2 separate regions of the Rattus norvegicus genome follow, and region 1 is linked to region 2. A link is a contact called in public Hi-C data. All regions are on one chromosome and are shown on one strand. Each heading gives the region's core, a stretch centred on a gene start, on an enhancer-like site or on the middle of the called end of the contact. The rest is flanking DNA. Distances are from core to core; before and after follow the strand shown. Region 1 holds the start of Zfp78 (zinc finger protein 78). Region 2 overlaps Usp29 (ubiquitin specific peptidase 29).

Region 1 (3,474 bases), core at 868-3,367, 630 kb before region 2:
GTGACACACTTCAACCCTGTGGGGTGAGAAGCTCCAATTCTTAGGGTCCTTCTGGACTTTGTCTTCGATTTGTTCATTTGTGTCCTTTAAGGTCTCCTATAGTAAACAACAAGAAGAAAAATCCTGCATTTCCTTGATATCTTTCATGCTAGCAAATTAATAGAACTCGAGAAGCGAGGGTGGTAGACACCCCAGTTTAGAGTCAGAAACACAGGCAAAACAACTGAAGTTTGGGAGTTCCATCACAAACAGTGGGAAGTTTTGTAGGGACAAGCCTTCAACTCCAGGTAGCATCAAGATTGAATTGATGACAACCAGGATATATCTTTTATGGAATAAGTTTTCAAAGATGTTGAAATGTTATCTGAAGAAATTAGGAAATATCTGATACACCCTTCCTACTTTATATTTCTTTATAGCCCCTCCCCTACTTGTCAGGTCTGTATCTGTCGAAATTAAGATTTAAGAAGCCAGGGAATTATGTTTGCTTCTTTTTCCCCCCTCTCTTCACCCAAGTGACCTTGTCTTATTTGTTTCAGCTTTTAATACAACTATTGATTTCTTGATCCTTCAAAACAGGGATACTTTTTAGTTTGGCAAAAGGCAGAAAAAAATCTGACTGTTGTATTTTGGTTCCTATGACGTTGTCACATTCGCTGCTTCCAACACTAATAATGACATTTCCATTTTGTAGGTGAAACATATGCTGGTTTGCTGGTCACGGAGGTGATGAACATGAGTGAGAGGGAGGAGACAATCAGATACAGAATAGTGGCTGTTCTTGTGGCAAAGCTTAGCTTGCAAAGGTCAAAATTCCAAGCCTGGAGTCGTGGAGGCTTACACCTTTAATCTCAATTTGGAAGATGGATTCGGAAAGATCAAGAGTTCAGAGTCATCTTTGGCTGTTTACCCATTTTAGAAGTTAGTCTGGGCTAACCACCTCAAATCTTCTCTCTCTCTAAAAAATCAGAGTCTCAAAATCTAACAATAAAGATCGAGCATAGTTAAGTAATGAACAGTGACATCAAGGAGATTGATGGATGAATAGTGTGAGGATCCGCAGCAGCTGGTACCTAGAGACATTGCTGGTCTCCATGAAAGATGGGAAGCCTAATGAAGAGCTGGAGCAAGAGTCGCCCTAAGCGACAAGGCCAGGAACCCTAGGCAACACTTCTGCATAATCACGCACTCAGCCACACACTGTCCCAGCTCTCATCCCTTCTGCCACCTGTTGTAGTAGAACAGCCTTAAATTGTGCCCTTCTCCTCGAGCCCTGTCCTTTTCCTCTGACTCGTCTGAGAACCCGCCCCTTCTCCTTCAAACCGGTGCTCTCTCTAGGACTGCTAGGAGGACCGCCTTACTGGCTAAGCTCCGCCCCTCCCCTCAGAGTGCTGTGAATCCTCCCCTTTTCCGCTTAGCGCCTCCATTACCAGACACTACGCTGAGACCCTGCTCTTTGGGCTCAAACCCCGCCTCTTACCTCATATTCTGCTGAGGACCCGCCCTTCTCCACTGAGTCCCACCCTCAATCTAGATTCTGAGAACCAGCCCCTTCTCCTAGCCGCGCCCTCACCTCAGACTGAGCGAAGAACCGCCCTACTCGCCCCACCACTTACTTCGGATTGCTGAGAACCGCCCCTTCCCCCAAGCCCCGCCCTCACCTCGGGCTGCCAGTACCAACCCTACTGCCTAAGCCCCGCCCTCACCTCGGATTCGGCTGAGAACCTGCCCCTCTCCCAAGCCCTGCCCTCACCTCAGACAGCTGAGAACCCGCCCTACTTGATAACCCCGCCCCTCACTAATACTGATAAGCTCACGCCCCTTCTCAGTTTAGCACAGCCCTCTCCAGGGACTCCGCTGAGAGTCCGCCCTTTCTCCACCAAGCCCCGCCCCTTACTCCAGATTCTGCTGGGAACCTTCCCTAATAAGTACAGCCCCTCACAATAAACTTCTGAGATCCTTGCTCTTCTCTGCTTAGCCTTGCCTTCACCCTCAGACTAAGAAACTGTTCTCCGTAAGACCAGTTTCTCACCGCAGACTTCGCCGAGTACACGCCCCTTAAGCCCCGCCTTTCTCAGATTAGGTTTTTCTGTTGTCGCTGGCACAGGCTGCGCTTGCGCACATTTAGCTTGTATGACACCTCCCAGCGTCCCTCGGTTGACAGCGTCTGGATAAGGTAGCTGGCGGGTGAGTTGAGGCTCTTGTTAGGGAGTAGGAGCCCGAGCGCTGCGGGGAGGGGAGATCCTCGTGGTCCCTGTGTTTTCTGTCTGGAGGTAGGCGGGCGGTTGCGTGGAATCTGGGGGGCGCGAGGGCTCAGACGACAGGCGTCCGGAACTAAGTCTGTGCTTGGGTGTGCCAGGCCGGCGTGTGTTTGAAACGGACTGGGTTGTGAGTTTTCAGTGTGAGAGAGGGAGACAAGTCTCTCAGAGAATTAAGTGCTGTGAATGTGAGAGGAGTGTGAAACGTATGGTAGGTCTGTCTTCTGGTGATCTGCATTACAACACTTAAATGCTTGGAATCTCCAAAGTAATAAAGATCTTGTTGACCGCTCTTGATTGGTGGCTGACAGACTCAAGGTAGCTTCACTAAACGGGATTAGATGATCGGTCCCAAACCCCATTGAGGAGAGGAGAGGAGAGGGGCTGAAGGGTAAATTGATCACTAGAGGCCAGCCCTTTTGTTGATGTTTTGAGACAGAGTGTCATATACTCCAGGCAGTCTCAAACTCTTTATGTAAGTAGAAGATGACTTTGAAACCCTGATCTTCCTAAGTCTATCTTTCAAATGCTGTCTGTGATTACTGGCAGGTGCAACCCACACTCAGATAAGTGAATTACACAGCCATAGAAACTCAAAAGGAAAGGATTCAAAGAGCTTTCTGACAGGGGTATCCCTGCATAGAAATCTTGAGAGACGGTTGAGTGAAGCTGGGAATTTGAAGACTGGATTGTGTTGGAGACTTCAAGATGTTGAAGATGGTAGAGTCATGGGATAGCTGCATCCTAAGCATGGAACCAGCCTGAGAGAGAGAAGTACACAGTGGTCAACAAAGGTGAAAAGATTTGGAGATCTGACTGACATGGAGATGCAGAATTTAGAGTTTGCCCTGCTTGTTTTCGGTCTTTTCTTTGATCCAGTATTGATTTCCTCACTGTGCTCCTTTTCCTCCCTTTTGGAATGTGTTTTTAAAGATTTATCTATTTTACTTGTATGGGCATTTGCATATATATACATACATATACATATACACATATACATATGCATATACATACATATACATATACATATATACATATACATATACATATATACATATATACATATATATATATATATATATATATATATATATATATATATATATATATATATACCAAATGCATGCCTGGTACCATGGATGGATCTCCTGGAACTGGAGTTGCAGGAAGTTGTAAGCTGCCATGTGGGTTCGGGTAATTGAACCCTAATCCTCTA
Region 2 (3,304 bases), core at 359-2,858:
AGATGGAGTTAGTCTCAAACTCTGAGATCTGCCTCCCTCTGACTCCTGAGTGTAGCTTGTACCACCATGCCCAGCTATTTGGGATTTAAAAAAAAATACATGGTTTTACATAGTCCATGCCTGCCTACAACCTCAAATCTAGAATGAAATCTGGCTAAAATGAAACAAACAAAAACAACGGGAGGTAGAGGCAGGCAGATTTCTGTAAGTTCCAGGCCAGCCTGATCTACACAGGGAGTTCCAGGCCAGCCAGAGCTACACAGAGAAACCCTGTCTCAAAAACAAAACAAAACCCTTCCTCAGATCAGTTCACACAAACTGTAAACCTTCACGGGAGTCTCCTGGTGCCTGGCACGGAGCACTGAGTTCTTTAGTGCTCAACCCCAGCATACACACCTGATCTGTCTTGCCATCTGCTCACCATTGGAACATCAAGTCTTAGAAGATGGAGTTTGGGGTTGGGGATTTAGCTCAGTGGTAGAGCGCTTGCCTAGCAAGTGCAAGGCCCTGGGTTCGGTCCTCAGCTCGGGGGGGGGGGGGGGGGGGGGGGATGGAGTTTGAAGTCCACTGCATTTGGCAGGATTGCCTGCATTGGAGAAACTCAGTGAACTTTTTCTTCCTTTTTCTTTAATTCCTAGGTCTGGGTTCCTGCACAGGACCTGTGTACAGAGAAAGTGTTGCAGCCACAAGCTATAGCTTCCTTTCCATTGTTGAGGTAAGGTCTCATGTAGCTTGATTTGTTTGTTTGGTTGTTTTGGGTTTTGTTTTGAGACAAGGTCTTACCACCTAATCCTAGCCAGCCTGGAACCCATTATGTAAATCAGACAGACCTTGAACTCAAAGAGAACTGCCTGCCTCTGCTTTTTTTTTTTTAATTTATTCTTTTGTACACTGTCGCTGTCTTCAGACACACCAGAAGAGGGCGTCGGATCCCATTACAGGTGGTTGTGAGCCACCATGTGGTTGCTGGGATTGAACTCAGGACCTCCGGAAGAGCAGTCATTGCTCTTAACCCCTGAGCCATCTCTCCAGCCCCTGTCTCTGCTTTATTACCAGGAGTAAATGGGTGTGTCCCCGCACATAGCCACAGGGATAGGCTGGTCTGGAATTCCACAAGTCGTCCAGAGGGTGGCCTTTAATTCCTCCTTCCAACTCTTAAGTGAAGGTGAACTATACAAATTATAAACATTTACAATACACAACATGGATGCTCTGATATGATTGTCAATCAAATTATTGACAAAACTATCAGTTCTCCGTGGTGATAACATTTCAAATCCTACTAATTTCTAAGTAACATTATTTTTAAATTGAATTGTTACACTACCCGAATGAACGTGCAAAAGAAGAAACGGAAGCCTGGAAGCCAAAAAACCCCCACCCAATGACACACAGGCCAGTATGAGACGGAGCCAGGGTGTAAACTCAAATCCCCACACCGGGGATTTCTCCGGCCCTGTTGCTGTGCTGGCCAATGCAGTCTGCTCCCCGGCGGCCTTCTTCTCGAAGCTCATCCATCCTTGTCCTTATAGGGTAAATGGTTTGAAATATTTTAGAGCAACTGCAGCCCGGTTTAACAAGCCGGATACCCTAGTCGTGCGAACTGTTTTAGTCAATATCCTACGAGCGCCACCTGTTGGCCGCTCAGCGCAATTTCTAATGAACGTCCTTAAGGCCATGGAATGTTCCAAACATTCGATCAATGCGGAATTACACTTGTAGCCTCTCAGCATTGAGAGGGGCGGGGGTGGGGTGGGGTGGGGTCTATGTAGCAAGTTCTAGGGAAGCCTATGTTACATGAGAACCTCTCTAAAAAGTCAAACGAGCCGGGAATGCGGCTCGTTTGATAGATTTCATGGCTAGAAAGCGCAAAGCCCTGGGTTCAATTCCTAACAAGGCCTAACCCAACCTTGGTGAAGGGGGGGCGGGCAGGGAGACACACAGAGAGATACAGAGGCACAGAGACAGAGAGAGAAAGAGAGAGAGAAAACAAAAAAGAGAGAGGGAGGGAGGGAGGGAGGGAAGAAGGAAGGGAAAGAGGGAGGGAGAGAGAGAGACAGACAGAGACAGAGAGATCCAAGGTCATTTTTCAGCTACAGTGAGTTCGAGGGCAGACCAGACTATGTGAGACCCAGTCTCAAAACAAAACATCAAAATGAAAGAAGTTCCCTGGGTATAGTATATACCCACACCCACACCTTTCCCTCCCAGGCCTAAACATAAACAGTGCCTTGTTTTTCTTTTTTGAGACCAGGTTTCTCTGTATATCCCAGGCTGTCCTGAATCTCACTCTGTAGATCAGGCTGGTCTTGAACTCAGAGATCCACCTATCCCTACCTCCCAAGTACTAAAATTTAAGGCCACCACCTCAGAGCTATTAGACATAAGCAATGTCAACCAGTCCCCCAAAAGTCCCAATGACAAACCAAGGCAACATATCACCAGTTTCTTGCAGAGCGTTGGTGAGGGGTTGCCTACAAGGATGTGGATGCTGAGATGAAGGTCCCCAGCCCCTCCCCTAGGTCACAGACTCTGGAGAGAGTCTTGTGACCCTTCCCACCCCTCTCTGAGAAGAAAAACCTGTCAGTTGAGCCCCTTTAGCATGGTGGTGGCTGACAAAGTCCCCAAGATGGCAGTTGCTTGGCTCAGAGGCTAGACACACACACCATTCTCCCAGGGTCATCCATCATCCCTTTGTGTATTTCTGTCTTCTGATCTACTGGTCATCAGAATGCTAGATGTGGCCCTAACCCTACTTCTGACTTCAGTTACCTTCTGAGGGACTAAGAACAAGGGCCTCATCATGGGATTTGGGCAGCTGGAGGAGTGCAGACACAATTTGAAGGGACTCTGGCCAGTGTGGTGAGCATGGCTCTGGCAGGCTTTGCCTTTCTCCCCCACTTCCTCTGCCTTGCTAAAAAACCCTTAGACTGCACTCCTCAAGCTAGCCCCCAAGGTCTATTCCCTTTTCGGCCACTTCTTCCTCCTCAGGCTGACTACCGAGCTCCAGCTATCAACTGTTGAAGTCCAGCAAGCACAAGCCCTCTTTGGCTCACCTAACTAACGTTCCCAATTAAAATTAAACATCTCTTCCTAACACAGGGTTCCTCTTTACCTTTATAACCAGCATTCTCCTATGTGCCACGTCTGTCTCCCCTCTATCCTGAGACAGTCCTTTGTCCCTTTCCCCTTGAGGACAAATATCCCTGTAACCTCTCCCTTCTTCCTCACCCTCTGTCTCCTGTCTCTGTCTCTTATGCCTTGCTCCTTTGTGCTTAGAACTTGGCCTTGGTGGTGGTGGTAG

Evidence for each region. A called contact is a pair of places that touch in the nucleus more often than the background predicts.
Region 1: a contact with region 2 is called in a Hi-C map of the A7r5 cell line, with 3 times the contacts expected there. The contact joins the promoter of Zfp78 here to the enhancer-like site in region 2. A contact is called at or near these places in 8 of 12 Hi-C or Micro-C datasets (the A7r5 cell line, Schwann cells, frontal cortex and 4 more).

Annotation. Positions count from the first base shown.
Region 1 is chr1:76,556,628-76,560,101 of GRCr8, reverse strand. It overlaps Zfp78 (zinc finger protein 78), which reads left to right and starts at 2,117. Exons shown (of 5, transcript NM_001427789.1): 1 at 2,117-2,187. LOC134482884 (a long non-coding RNA gene) reads right to left here and starts at 2,433. Exons shown (of 2, transcript XR_010059559.1): 1 at 2,033-2,433.
Region 2 is chr1:75,928,450-75,931,753 of GRCr8, reverse strand. All of the region lies in intron 3 of Usp29 (ubiquitin specific peptidase 29), which reads left to right. Among named protein-coding and RNA genes, the nearest start is that of Usp29, 30 kb to the left of the region's middle. Within about 2 kb of position 1,608, at least 7 of the 93 cell types and tissues checked have an H3K27ac peak or open chromatin away from gene starts, as enhancers often do. A contact at or near this core is called in the A7r5 cell line, where this site is marked.